Regions from separate parts of the Mus musculus genome. Here regions 1 and 2 are each linked to region 3. A link is a contact called in public Hi-C data. All regions are on one chromosome and are shown on one strand. The core of a region is the stretch at or near the end of the contact, and the rest is flanking DNA. Distances in the headings are between cores, read along the strand shown. Region 1 has its middle 14 kb from the start of Gm32748. Region 2 overlaps Cabcoco1 (ciliary associated calcium binding coiled-coil 1). Region 3 has its middle 8.4 kb from the start of Gm40684.

Region 1 (4,912 bases), core at 2,195-4,694, 750 kb before region 3:
GTGGATGGGCGAGCCTGAAAGCCATTTTTATCTCCTTGGAAGGCATTTTCATTCCGTCGTTCAACAAAGGTTTATTGAACTTTAACAGGGTTTGAGCTTTAGGCTAAGCCCTGTGAAGCACTCATAAACACAAAAAATGGGCAAAAGGCACAGTTCCATCCCAGGGTTCATAGATCTGGGAACAGCCATTGAAATACCCTTTTTCAGGGTTCATTTGGGTGGTAATACATTTCATCCCGGAGAACAATCAGAAAATCAAATTGACTTTGGTATGTTTGCTTGATTTTAAAAATATGATCCCAAGGGGAAAATAGCCCTGTCCACAGAGACGAATGATTACCAATCTCAAAATAGTTTGTACTGTATTTAAAAAAAAAAAAAAAAAACCCAGCCACAAACATTCCCTTTTGAATTCTTAACCTAATTTCCCAGAGCTGCTTAACCCATCTTCTTCTTCTCTAATTTCCATGCTCTGCCTAAGTCTTTAAGGTCTCCATTGGTTAATGTTTAATGCTCTCTACGGCCAGTGTTTGATGTTTACACTTTATTGGGTTAACCAAATTTGTAGAACAAATTAAATGTGTGCAGGTCTTTGGCAAGCCGCATTTAGATATGTGTTGCTCGGAAACCGCCTCATTGTTCGATACTGCATGCCCCAAATAGTTTCAATTAACTGTTTTTTTTTTTTTTTTTTTTTTTTCCTGGCAATATCTGCAGCTATCTGCATGGCTTTTGGGAAGTTATTACTTCGTAAATTTACAGATGTTACCGCCCCATTCTCCCCACCCTACCCCCGCCTCCAGAAAGCATGTCACAGCAGAAGAGAGCACATCTGTGTGACATGGAGTGTCAGCAACAGGTAACTTATTAAACCAGAGTGACCAAAGACCAGAAAAATATGTCAGGGGTAGAGCAGAGGAACAGGGATGGGGGTGGGGGGAATCTGTGGGAAGAGGGAGTGAGGCAGGAAAGCTGGTATTTGTGATACTACCAAGATACATACTAGGAAAAAAATACAGGGAGGGATAGCACAGTTTAGATAAAGAATATTAATATAATTATCTGAGAAACATATCAGTTTTCAATCTACTAGTTTAGTTTTGTTTTTTAAATAAAAAAGTTTTAAATTGTTTATCTGTGCATGCATGTGCATGAACACCCCCCCACACACATATATGCACATGCACACGCATGTGCGCGAGTGAGCACATGGACACACACACACAAAGTCAGGTACCCATAGGGGCCAGAGGTAGCAGGTCCGCCTGGAGCTGGAGTTACAGCTGATTGTAAGAGGCCTGATGTAAATGAACTGCAGTTCTTTTAACTTAATTGCTGAGCTGTCTCTCTGGAAGCCATTTTTTTTTTTTTTTCTTTTTGAATACATTCAAAGGGTCATGGGCTTCCACAACAATGGACAGACCGGGGAGGAAGGTAATTTGTACATTCTACATGTCCAGCAAGGTTGGGCCGGCCCATCATGAATCTGGCCAGACTCTCTTTCCAACTTCACAGAGCCCCATTGGCTAGACAAGTCAGCCATGATCTCCGGAGTGTCACACACTCCAAAATTCTGAGGACACATTTCAAAATCCTGCCCCATTAAATAGTTATTTTTATATATAAAAGAGATTTATTCAGCCGGGCGTGGTGGCGCACACCTTTAATCCCAGCACTCCGGAGGCAGAGGCAGGTGAATTTCTGACTTTGAGGCCAGCCTGGTTTACAGAGTGAGTTCCAGGACAGCCAGGGCTACACAGAGAAACCCTGTCTCGAAAAACCAAAAAAAAAAAAAAAAAAAAAGAGAGAGAGAGAGAGAGAGAGAGAGAGATTTCATTTTTAGTGCTGTGTGTGTGTAGCTGTGTGTGTGGAGGTGAGTGTGTGGAGGTGTGTGCATGTGTGAGGGCAGGTGCCTTTACATCCAGAAGAGGGCATCAGGTGTGCAGGAGCTGGAATTACACGCGGTTGTGAGCCTTCTGATGTAGGTGCTGAGAACCAAATTTGGATGCCTTGTAAGGAGGAGCACCCACTCTGAACTGTGGGTCTTTCCAGTCTCTTAAAATTCTTCGGGGTGGGGGTGGGAGGAGTGTGGGGGGTTGGCGTGAGGTCATGGCTTACAACTCTTTTTAAAAGATGTAAGTTTCACGACTCCCTGTACACCAAAGAACAACTTCATTTCATATTCCTTCTGGAGTGTCTTGACTGTAGCCATTAGCAATCCATCCTCCGTTTTCCTAGCCCGTATTTTCTTACAGCCTCGCCGAGAGACGCCGAGTTTTTGACCCAGTGTGAGAAAATATTAAGATGGTTCTGAGATTTCATCACCCGACGAAAATAAGGAATCCCCAAACTGCAGGGTCATGGATGGACTTTGGGGCTCGGGTTTCCAGAGGGGTCAGATTTCCCCTGGCTCCTCAAGTCTAGTGGAGAGAGGCTGGGTCTGAAGCAGTATCGGTTTTTCTGGCACCAGAACCACGGCTGAACACTAATGCGTTTAACAGTTGGACTTATTTTTAATCTACTGTATTAGGGAGCGCAAATTTAATCAAGAACAAAATGTTACCGACGGTGTTTTTGTTTCTGCGCATGCATACATTCCCAGTGCTGTCTCCGGTTCTCTTGAGCTACAAGCTCTCTGACTTATTTCATAACATTAGATTTTTTTTTTTTTAAGTGCCAATGTTTGTGGAGGGTGAAGAAGGAGAGAAATAAGGAGCTGGAGACGCCCCCCCCCCATCATTAAAGAAATAATTGCAGTACAGATTTTTTAACAATTGCTCTCCCTGCAGTGAATGTTGTTATGGACGGAGCTAATAAATGTCTTCAACCATTACTGCTGGGATACACTTTTGGCTTATTTTTCTGCCATTGGGAGGCATGGCTGGGTTGAGACATTCGGTTTTTTTTTTTTTAGCTCCCCCCCCCACCCCCCCCCCCCCCCCCGCCAACACCACCCCCCCTTAATCAAAGAAAGAGATCTTATCTCCCTAGCCAGCCTAGCTTACCCCCTCCCTCTGCCCTCCTCCCTGGATGCCTAGTTTACTGAAACCTGACTTGCAGGTCAGGGAACTGGTAACAGATTAATTTTACTCAAAGAGGAACACTAAGTATTTTGGCTGGGACACATGAGAATCCTGTTATAATATTACCATTTTCCCCTTTCTAAATTAAATATTAGGAAAAATTAAGCCAAGTAGTGGCCCACGCTACAGTGGAAAGTATTTCTCTCACAAACACGGGGAGATAAATGCTTGTGTGAGTGAAGGCACAATAAATACACATTATGTTAAAAAACCTAAGATTATGCAGGTTTTAGAGTTATAGCTAAAAGTGGTTTAGTGTTTCATGCCTAATAATAGATTACGCCTATCATATTTCCAACCTTCATTTCTCCTCCCTTTGAAGTCCAGCCATATAAAGGTTGTTTGTTGAACCACACTAAAGTTAAAGCAAACATTACTTAGGGTGATTCATACTGGCAAGAATTTGCAATGAAGGCAGTGGTGTGTGTGTGTGTGTGTGTGTGTGTGTGTGTGTGTGTGTGTGGTGTGCCTGAGTCAAAGGAAATGAAATGTTTGTAATATTTTTTTTCGGTTGATAAATTTATTAAAACATTCTAGAAGCTTCTAAGGGAAGCAGGGCTGACATACATAGACTCTCTGCAAACAGATTACACCCGGGGCCCCGTGGGGGAGGCAGACCTTAAAAGAGGGAAAAATTCTCTGGATTTCAGAAATTGCCACCAGGTCACAGCAATACTTAATTAACTGAATCCATTAACAGAAGGCTGTAACCTAGTTGTTAAGAAGAAGGAAAAAACAAAAGACAAAAAAAACCACACACACACACACACAAAAACAAAACAAAACAAAACAAAACAAAACAAAAAACCAAGAAAACAAAAAACAAAAAGAAAGAAAGAAAAGGAAGAGCAAAGTTAGGGAGTAGCTAGATTCATTTACTCCTCTGTTCTGTGCTTAGGATTAGCCTTTCAGAATGAGCAACCTGATTTTTTTTTTTTTAAAGGATCCATTTACCTTCCAGGCCTTTTCATAGCAAAACATTTTGTAGGGTTGCAAAAGAGATTAATTTGTTGCCAGTTGCTCCATACTGGCAGGGTTTCTGAATAAAGAATGTAAGCAATCTATCTTTGTTTGTAAGATATAATTAATCTGGCAGTTAAAATTCTTTGGAAACATTCTGATGACTTATGTGGAAAAGTGGAGCAAAGATTTCAAAGAAAAACTCAGAACTGTGTGCAGGGGAAGATAAAAGATATATGAAGTGTTTGTTCTAAGCGATACTATTCATTTACAGATCATAACGTAGCCCCACCCTGGCAATTATTCTGGAAAACAAGACAAATCTTTGTCTAGAGCCTTCTGACGGCGGTCTTGATTTGACAAACAAAATAAGCACATTACTGTTGTACTCTAATAGACTGCAAGCTGTTTTATTAGAGTCAGCTGAATCCTGTTTTGCATAAAAAAGAACACTGTTTGCTATGGAGAACACATTTATGTTAATAGGACTTTGACAAAGTAAAATAAAATCGCATTAAGATGCTGCAAAGAGATAAGACAATGAAATCTCCGGGAGAGAGAGAGAGTTTTGGCACACACTAATTACAGTCACGTCCCTGCAGGAAAAGAATATATTTTTACACCAACTATCCATGTGTTTGAAAATGCAGAGAGCTTAAAGCATAATTCCTGGTCTCGGCATTTCCTGGATGCGTCAGGCCCCGTGTGTCACTAAGGTGGTGACTGTTTTAAAGGAGTCTATCTGATAAATCCCACTTTCATTTTCAGCAGCAAAGGCAGGTTTCTTTCTGAATGTGAGCGAGCCTGCCATCATCCTGCTTAGTTTGAAGGGACTTTCCAATATAGGGCCGCTGAAAACAAGGTTTTAG
Region 2 (4,535 bases), core at 1,271-3,770, 640 kb before region 3:
TAAACAATTTTTTCTCCCCAAGGGACTGTAGTGCTAAAACAACATTAAAATTCCCAGCTGAATCTTGTGCTATGGAAGGAAGGCTTTTGCTTTTTGGACAGGCCACCTCTGGGACAATGGGATACTCCATAAGGGTGCTGTGGAGACAAGGGGAGAGGAGGGCTATCCGAATCAGAGCTTGCGGTTCCCTGAGACTGGCCTGCCTGAAGTCTCTTGGTGGGGAACGTAGACTCTGTATTTAAGGATCGCAGTTACCCAGTCTTAATGATTCCCCTTGTCCAAACTAATTGACAGGGATTGCATTATTATCCTGGGGACCAGAAAGGTTACCATCTCTCTGATGCTACTTAGCTTTCTGGAGAGGGCACGCCCTGAAATACGGGGTGCCATGAGGTTCATTCTGGATCTATTTGAGGGACATCGTCTAACTGTGACCCAATTTTATCTTATTTATTTTAAGTCTGGTCTGTTTTAAGTAGTTTGGATATCACCCTTGTTTCTTGATGGCTAATCTCATTTTTCTAGAATTACTTATTTATTAAAAGAATCATTTATTTTATGAATATGAGTACACTGTAGCTGTCTTCAGGCACATCAGAAGAGGACATTGGATTCCATTACAGATGGTTGCTATGAACTCAGGGCCTCTGGAAGAATAGTCAATGCTTTTAACTGCTGAGCCAGCTCTCCAGCTCCTAGAATTTTTATTTTTAAACCCAGAAGGCAAAAAGATGCCTGGCACTGAGATTATTTAGCCTAATGTTTATTTATTTTAAGTTTCATTGCATATATTCAATGTATACAGCACTGGGTTATACAGCAATATCTTCATACAGTGTGTATTATAATTGAACATACCCTCCCTGCCACTCCCCAACCTGCCAACCTTCTTTTTCTGAGATTTCCCCCCCCACCCCCCCCAATTTGGTGACTCTTTGGGTAGGTTGAATTTCTCAATTATGCTTCTAATCTAATCTGGTCCTACTAATTAAGGTATTTTTTTACTGAAGGAAGCTGACACTGTCCCCAACTCCGCCACACACTTTCTCATGCTATTTTTGTTTTGAAGATTTTTGTTCTACACGTGTAGTGTGGATGTGCTCACTTATAATCTCCTGATTATGGCTAAGGCTTCAGACAGAGCTGAGCTCACTTCTCAAGTTATGAGCGCGGCAGTCACCTAATAGTCTGTAATTACAGACATTTAGGCTTTAAAAATCCCGTGTTTTCCCATTTCCATTTGCAGGAGACAGATTTAAAGAGATTTACATGCAGAGACCAAAAAAAAAAAAAAATCCATTGTATTGTAAAGTCAAATGCTGCGGATAGCTTTCTTGTTTTTCTCTGAGCTCCCTTCAGTCAATCCCCCTCCTTAAAGAGATCCAAGGTGGCTCTCAACCTGTGGGTCGCGACCCCTTTGGGGATTCCCAGGGGGTGGCCTAAGTTAGTCTGCATATCAGATATTTACATTACAATTCATAACAGTAGCAAAATTACAGTTATGAAGTATCAATGAAAATAATTTTATGGTTGGCGGTGACCCAACCATGCTCTGGTGGTTCCTAACTTCTATGGGGGAGAGGGTAAGCCTTGAGTTTTGAGTAGTTAGTAGAGGTCTTCAGCATTAATAACTTTGAAAAGGTTCCACAGGGAAGCAGGACAAGAGAAGATGCAGCAGGAAAGATAGGCTTAGTGCATCAGGTGGGGGATCCGGCACAGACTGAGATCTATTCAGAAATTTGTTTCAAAAGTGCAGAGATATTGGGGCACATGTGAATGTCTTTGTGTGTATATGTCTCATACAACATAGATCACATTTCTATACCCAGAATATCGAGCATAGGAGGAGGATCAGTTTTGGTGAGAAAATATAAATGACCCATCATTTTGGGACAGACATCTAATAAATGACATTGATTTATTCTGGGTGAAAAAGGTAAGTTTCCAAGTGGAGCTAAAAATTTAATGGTTTGAAAATCTAATGGTCACCATTTGCATATATTTAATAAATATAAATAAATACACAATCTAATCAAATTAAACTTCACTGTTCTTTCTTTGTTATGATTACAAATCTATAGTCTTTATGCTTCTAACACAAAACCGGTTTTAACTGAACAAATCTAAAAAAAATATGTCTTTACTGAAGAATTTATCTTCCTGCTTCAGGGCCTGAGTTTTCTGGTTGCCCCCTTTAGCTCTTAATTAAGTTAAAATCAAGGGGGATAGCTACTTCAATGAAATAATTAAGACATAAAGATGAGAAGCTTCACTCCCTTCTGTGTATGTTGATCTGCAAATCCTCGGTACCGTAAATGGTTTTTGGATTTGAAAAGCAGCTCAAAGCCCAGTTACAAATGGAAGGAATGACTCAACCAGATAGAATTTCCTTAATTCTGAATGCCTTGATTTTTTGCTGATGGGGGGAAAATCTTTCCCAAGGGCAGGCAGATGAATCTTTGAGCAAACCTCCACAGGAGGGCGCCATAGTGCGACTCTGCTGCAAGCTGCAGCTGCTGAGGCCCTTCCGGCCTTTATCCCTGTTTTGATGAAGTGTCTCAGATAGAGTGTGTATTCCCTGAACTGGAAAATTCTATGTTGTCAAAACTCAGGATGATAGGTTTCATGTGAGTTTGCTTTTGTCTATCGGTTTAAAACGACTGGAAGTAATTTAATCTTTCTTTGGGAGGCATGTGGTCTTTGTACATTTTATCTTAAAACACAGTAAAATGGGTGAGCTGCATGCTTTAAATGAAGCAAAAGCTAAACAGGTCAAAGCTACAGCATGCTTTAAAATGGCTGGTATATGTTAGAACAAGCTAATTAATCAAACCTGGAGACATCACAAAAGTGCACTTATTACTTATAATTAGGATGTGTTTATACGTTGTTTGCATAGATCACATTATTTTCAAATGATATATATTACTTATAATGGCATGTTTAGCTAACTAGGTGGTAGATAGGTAAATCAATCTTAGCAAATATAGGAACAGAATCAAAATATAAATTGTTGAATGGCTCTCTCTAAGACATAAAGATTCTGGAAACATACACTACAATGTTTGTGGTAGATATTTGGCCCAAATTACAGACTTAAAAAATGAGCCTTTTTATAACTCACATTTTGGTAGTATATTCTCAAACCATCCTCTAAGAGATAAGAAATGTTAATATTTTACTAGATTTAAATCAATATAAAAGTAATTATGATCTTGGCAGTTGCCATGTGTCTTTGTGAGCCTGGCCTTATTCTGAAGACAAACAGAGCCTTGTAAGCTCAAGACAGCCACACTGAATGGACAGCTTCATTAAATCTGAGAAGGACCAGGCCTGGTGGATATCGATATAGATTATATGGTTCCAATAACTGTTTATATAACATACACATTTCCAGTAAGAAAACTATTCATCTCATTATGGATTTTGCTCAAAGAAATGTCATGTGGACTAATCCTAACAATGGAGAGGAAGCGGAGGAGGGGCCTTGGGTATTTTGAGAACCTCTGTGGTAGGATGTAACTGCCTTACAGTCAAATGTTGGTAGCTTTGATAGTCTAGGAATTTGTAGTTGAAACAAAATAACATAAGTGCAGTATAAATGGGACAGCTTTCGGGGTCTGCATTCCTTATTAGAAACTGATGCTGTCAAGATTTCATACAAGCGAGCCTGCAGAAATATCTCAGTGGGGAAAAGCCCTTGCCATGCACAACCCTGAATTCAACCCCAGAACATGCGTTGGATGGAATTGACTCCTGAAAGTTGTCCTCTGACCTAAACACACACACACACACACACACACACACACACACACACACACACACACACACTCACAAGCACATGAACACACATACAAAAAACACTCACATTTACACAGGAGATATACACACACATACAATATACACAGAGAGAGACACATAAAGATACATTCATACACACAAAGTGTACATACACACAGGAAAACACATACAAAAATACATTCATATACACAAAGTGTACACACACATATACACACATACAAAAGTACATTCACACACAAAGTATATACACACACTATACTATACACAAACTCAAACACATACAGACATGCCCCACACACATAAACACACATATATTTTATACACAGAGATATCATACATATAATAAATAATTTTTTAAAAAATTAAAAATATCATACTCATGAAAACACTTGCTTAGGTAGAGAGGCTGGTGGACTTTCCAATGGTTCACACCTGGTTGGTAACATTAAATTTGCTGGTAATTAAAATGCTACTTCACTGTTTTCCCAGGGAATTGAGCCACAGTGACTAAATTTAATATCTTTTCTTTTTAGCTCCTACTGATAGACCTTTATGTCAATAAATAATTCAGAAGGTAGATTTAAAAATACAAGACAACTTAGGTAAGTGCTTACACATCATATTATTTAAAACACTGTTCTGTAAATTTGGCAACTTTTATGTAGTCAGATACTTTAATAATTTAACCACACTTAGCCAGTTTTCTTTGGATTTTTTATTGTAGGTTTATTCTA
Region 3 (4,737 bases), core at 1,793-4,292:
CCAGTCACCCTGTATGACTTCTGAGGCATCTCAGCTGCCATGATACAGTAATTTTCTAAATATTACATGTATGTGGGTGGTGGTGGGAGCCGTATAGGCATGTGAGAGTGGCTGAAGACGTCAGAAGGGGGCACTGGATCCCCTGCTGATGAAGTAGAGGCTGTGGTGAGACACCCAAACTTTAATCCTCTGCAAGAGTAGTTTACAGAGCTATCTCTCCGTCCCCTGCCAAGTGATGTTGGTTTACCCTCTAAGCTGTGTGTGTGTGTGTGTGTGTGTGTGTGTGTGTGTGTGTGTGTGTGTTCATTCTTCATATGAACAAGAAACCTGCAGCCTCTCGTCTGAAACAAAACATCAGTCAACCAACGACAGTTTTACCAGAGTAAGTATTGCAGGACTCTTCCAGCTCATTCAAGAGGCAGATTACAGAAGAAACCTTCAGAAGACACTGAGAAGGAGCTGATTGGCAGAAGGGAAGAATGAGAGATTTGAGTTCAAGGTAGCCACCTGCAGGGCTAGCCGTGAACTGCAGCCTTTCCCTTGTAATCCCAGGTAGGTCTCAGGAGACAGAAAGAGGGCCACAAGTTAGAGAGCACTCCAGGCTATATGGTGTGTTTGAGGCCAGCCTGGGCTACACAGTAAAACCACGCATACATATATATACAAGCAAACTATTACAGACCTCAAAAATGAAAAAAACCACTGACAATCTTAAAGTTATATAATATATATGTTTGTGTGTGTGCATGTGTATATAGTCTCTATGTATGTGTGTAGTTTATATATACATATATTATGTGTATATGTATGATTGTTCATATATAGTTCATATATACTATATATATAGATATATTTATTTACATGGTATATATAGTTCATATATATACTGTATATATACACAGTATATATAGTTCATATATACACTGCATGTATACATGTATATATAGTTCATATATATATATATGCATATGTATACATATACATATCTGTGTTTTACCAGAGCCATTATATATGTATACATATATATGTCTATGTATATATATGTGTGTGTGTGTGTGTGTGTGTGTGTGTGTGTATACATTTGTTTGTTTTACCAGAGCCATTATATATGTATACATGTATACATGTATACATGTATACATGTATACATGTATACATGTATATGTATATGTATATGTATATGTATATGTATATGTATATGTATATGTATATGTATATGTATATGTATACATGTGTGTGTATACATTTGTGTGTTTTACCAGAGCCATTATATATATATATATATATATATATATATATATATATATATATATGTGTGTGTGTGTGTGTGTGTGTGTGTATGTATATATATACATATAGATAGATACACATATATGTGTCTATATGTATCTTACAAAGTATAGAGAAATGAGTTAAGAATTAAGCAAGACTGTGACAAAGAACATTTGGGATGAGGAAGGACACCCAAGGTCAAGGAGATGCTGGAATGTTGCAGCAGAGAGTAAGGAAAGAAAGCTCAGCTGCTGAAACTAGATGTCCCAGGGTGGGGTATTGACCAAGGCGGGCTCCTCTTCTCCTCAGCGAAGAGGAGGGAGCAATGCAGGGAAGGACCTGTAAGGACGAGACTGGGAAGAAAGGAGGGAGGAGCTGTGATCCAGATGTAAAGTGAATTAAAAATAGTAATAATAAAAATAATTGATCTCTGTAGGGGAAGGAGGAGGAGGAGGAGGACAGGGGAGGGGGAGGAGGAGGAGGGAGGGGGAGGAGGAGGAGGAGGAGGAGGAGGAGGAGGAGGAGGAGGAGGAGGAGGAGAAAGCCTGTGTTCTTCCTTAATAAAACATGCAGAATGGAGTGACTGCTAACAGGGTTGAGGATGGGGAGGAAGCCTCTCCTGGGTTCACAGTGGCAGGCCATCCATCCTCCATTCCCACCGGATGCCTCTCTGACACCACACAGGCACACTCTAGTCTGCCTTGAGAAGGGGGTCTTTGCAAAACACAGGCTAGTCCTACAAAATTCATTTTACCAGATAACTAAGCTAAGAGTGGATGCATCAGAGCTACCAACTCACTCAAGACTGTTTCCTCTTAACTACTCACACATTAACTAGCAGCAGTTAGCCCGGGAAGAGACTTCCTAGACTTTTTAGATCTAGTCTTTGTTAACTTTCTTTTATCCCTCATAATGTCATTTTAAGGAATATTTAGTCTGTCAAAAACAAAAAACAAAAACCATGATTCAATTAGAAGAGCTGTCTAATAACTAGAAACATGAGGACCTGAGTTCAGATCCCTAGAATCCTCCTGAAGCCAAACACAGTAGCATGTAGATAAGACCCTAGCATTCCCTTGAGACGGAGGCAGAGAGACCCCAGAAGCCTGTGGGGTCTCTAGACTGGCATACACAGCAGTAAACAAGAGACGCTAACTCAACCAACATGGAGGTGAAGACCAGTACTCAAGGCTGTTCTCTGGGTGCCACTCAGGTGCCATATTTGAATGATGTCAGGGCTTTAGAACAAATACCAATTGAATAAATTCCTCTGTACAGCGTGTGCTATATAAGCTTACAAAACATTTAATCCACGTTGAGAGGAAACACATGGTTGCTGATTACAAGACCTATTGAAAGCCACAACCGTGGTCAGATGGAGGATGCTGGCTAATTTAACCCTCATTCGTGTGAGACAAGCAACCACATTGGAAACATATACTTTTTGAGCCATGCTGGCTGCTAATCAGAGGTGACAGCCATGAGCTGAGGGAAGACGTCATGCTCAGCTGATCCAGCACTGGTGTGTGGGTCATGTTGTTGACCATTGTTCACCAGGTAAATTAGTCACAAACTGGCATCGATTGAAAGCCTGGCTCTGCCTCTCTTTTAGGGTTGCCTGGGCACTCAGTGGGGTCTTCTAGAGGGAACAGAACAGGATGTGACTTCAGTCCCACTGAGGCTTGATAATCAGAGGCTTGAACAGGTGGGGGCTGTGTCATGAGTCTTTTAGAAGCCTATCAGTTGGGCATGGCGAGCAAACATTGCTAGCAGGGAACAGTACACACTGTCCTGTGAACCACTCTGGGTGTTGTGGTGGAACGTCACCCGGATGGCGTCAGTACGTGGCTCTTGCAGAGCAAAACTCCACCTTTCCACCCATTTAGACTTAAGCACCTACTCACATCCAAGCTCCCAAACACGTTCCTCTCCCAAGTGAAAGAACCAAAGAGGGTCTGAGACTGATTTATAAAAGTGAGCAGAGAGCTCCATTGGCAAGCCAAGCGCTAGCTTTTTCCACGTGGATTTTGATCTGGCTTCTCTCCAATATACAAGCTGTGCTTCTTACCCTTGGAGAGATAAGAGAGAAAGAAATCATACTCTGGGAGAGTTAAATAACCGCACGGAATGTAACAACGTGGCTGAAGAAATGTCAGTGGGAAGGAATTGATTATCTGCTATGGGAAAGACACTGAGCTGAGTGGTCTGCAAACTGTGAGCTACGGAGCCTCCAGTGGTGGGATCGGGAGTAGAACTATCCACGCTGCAGCAGAAGCGAATCATCTGGACTGGACTGGAAAGGTGTCAGGGCAGATTATATGCTCGTGCACAAGCCTGAAGAGCAGAGTTTAACTTCATTTTTTATTAGATATTTTCTTTATTTATTATTTCAAATTTTATCCCCTTTCCTTATTTCCCCTATGAAAACCCCCCTATCACATCCCCCCTCCCTCTGCTCACTAACTCACCCACTCCTGCTTCCCTGTCCTGACATTCAGAGACTGTCCCACTTGGGGATCCATCCCATATAAAGTTCCCAAACCCAGACACTATTGTGGATGCCAACATATCTTGCTGACACGTGTCTGTTATAGCTGTCTCCTGAGAGGCTCTGCCAGCACCTGACAATTACTGAAGTAGATGCTCACAGCCATCCATTGGACTGAGCACAGGGTCCCAAATGGAGGAGCTAGAGAAAGGACACAAGGAGCTGAAGGGGTTTGCAGCCCCATAGGAGCAGGAACAATATGAACCAACCAGTACCCCCAGAGCTCACAGGGACTAAACCACCAACCAAAGAGTACACATGAAGGGGCTCAAGGTTCCAGCCACATATGTAGCAGAGGATGGCCTTGTGGGACATCAATGAAAGGAGAAGACCTTGGTCTTGTGTAGGCTCTATGCCCCAGTGTAGGGGAATGCCATTGTTTGCCTTCTTAGATCCCAGGAGATGGAAGGAGAAAGCCAACTCCTGAAGATTATCCTCTGACCTCCACACACATGAAGTTGCATGCACACACACACACACACACACACACACACACACACAAGAGAGAGAGAGAGACAGACACAGAGACACAGAAAGACCGAGACATAAACAGAGACAGAGATTCATTTGAAAAAAAAAAAGAAGTTATCCAATCAATGAGATTTCAGTCTAACCACGCAGTCCAGCTTTCACTTTACCAGGGTGACCCTTGTTTTGGTTTTGGGTTGGGACATGTTCTTTTAGTATCAATAGAACACCTTTATATCCCAGTCCACCATGCCCGGCTACTTTTCTTAGCTTGAGTTCTGATGTTAGAACTCAGGTGCAAATGGACAGCCAGGACCTTACTAGCAGTCATCTCTCCACTCAGAAGATGTTAAATAGAAATTAAATATAATTATATTTATAATATATTATACAAAATATGTATTATATGTTATTATGAAATATTTTATAAGTCTTAGAATATAAGAATA

Evidence for each region. Hi-C and Micro-C count contacts between places; a contact is called where the count stands out from the background.
Region 1: a Hi-C map of liver shows a contact between it and region 3, with 3 times the contacts expected there. The contact joins two enhancer-like sites. A contact is called at or near these places in 1 of 484 Hi-C or Micro-C datasets (liver), 2 of 115 datasets of contacts at active chromatin or transcription factors (extraembryonic endoderm stem cells and pancreatic cancer cells) and 1 of 9 other capture datasets (embryonic stem cells).
Region 2: a contact with region 3 is called in a Hi-C map of uterus, with 4 times the contacts expected there. The contact joins two enhancer-like sites. A contact is called at or near these places in 6 of 484 Hi-C or Micro-C datasets (adipose-derived mesenchymal stem cells, cerebral cortex, cortical neurons and 2 more).

What each region holds. Positions count from the first base shown.
Region 1 is chr10:68,351,482-68,356,393 of GRCm38.p6, forward strand. No RefSeq gene overlaps it. Among named protein-coding and RNA genes, the nearest start is that of Gm32748, 14 kb to the left of the region's middle. Within about 2 kb of position 3,445, at least 118 of the 459 cell types and tissues checked have an H3K27ac peak or open chromatin away from gene starts, as enhancers often do. A contact at or near this core is called in liver, where this site is marked.
Region 2 is chr10:68,462,646-68,467,180 of GRCm38.p6, forward strand. The region is part of intron 5 of Cabcoco1 (ciliary associated calcium binding coiled-coil 1); the gene reads right to left. Among named protein-coding and RNA genes, the nearest start is that of Gm32872, 64 kb to the right of the region's middle. Within about 2 kb of position 2,521, at least 15 of the 459 cell types and tissues checked have an H3K27ac peak or open chromatin away from gene starts, as enhancers often do. A contact at or near this core is called in uterus, where this site is marked.
Region 3 is chr10:69,101,674-69,106,410 of GRCm38.p6, forward strand. No RefSeq gene overlaps it. Among named protein-coding and RNA genes, the nearest start is that of Gm40684, 8.4 kb to the right of the region's middle. Within about 2 kb of position 3,043, at least 21 of the 459 cell types and tissues checked have an H3K27ac peak or open chromatin away from gene starts, as enhancers often do. A contact at or near this core is called in liver and uterus, where this site is marked.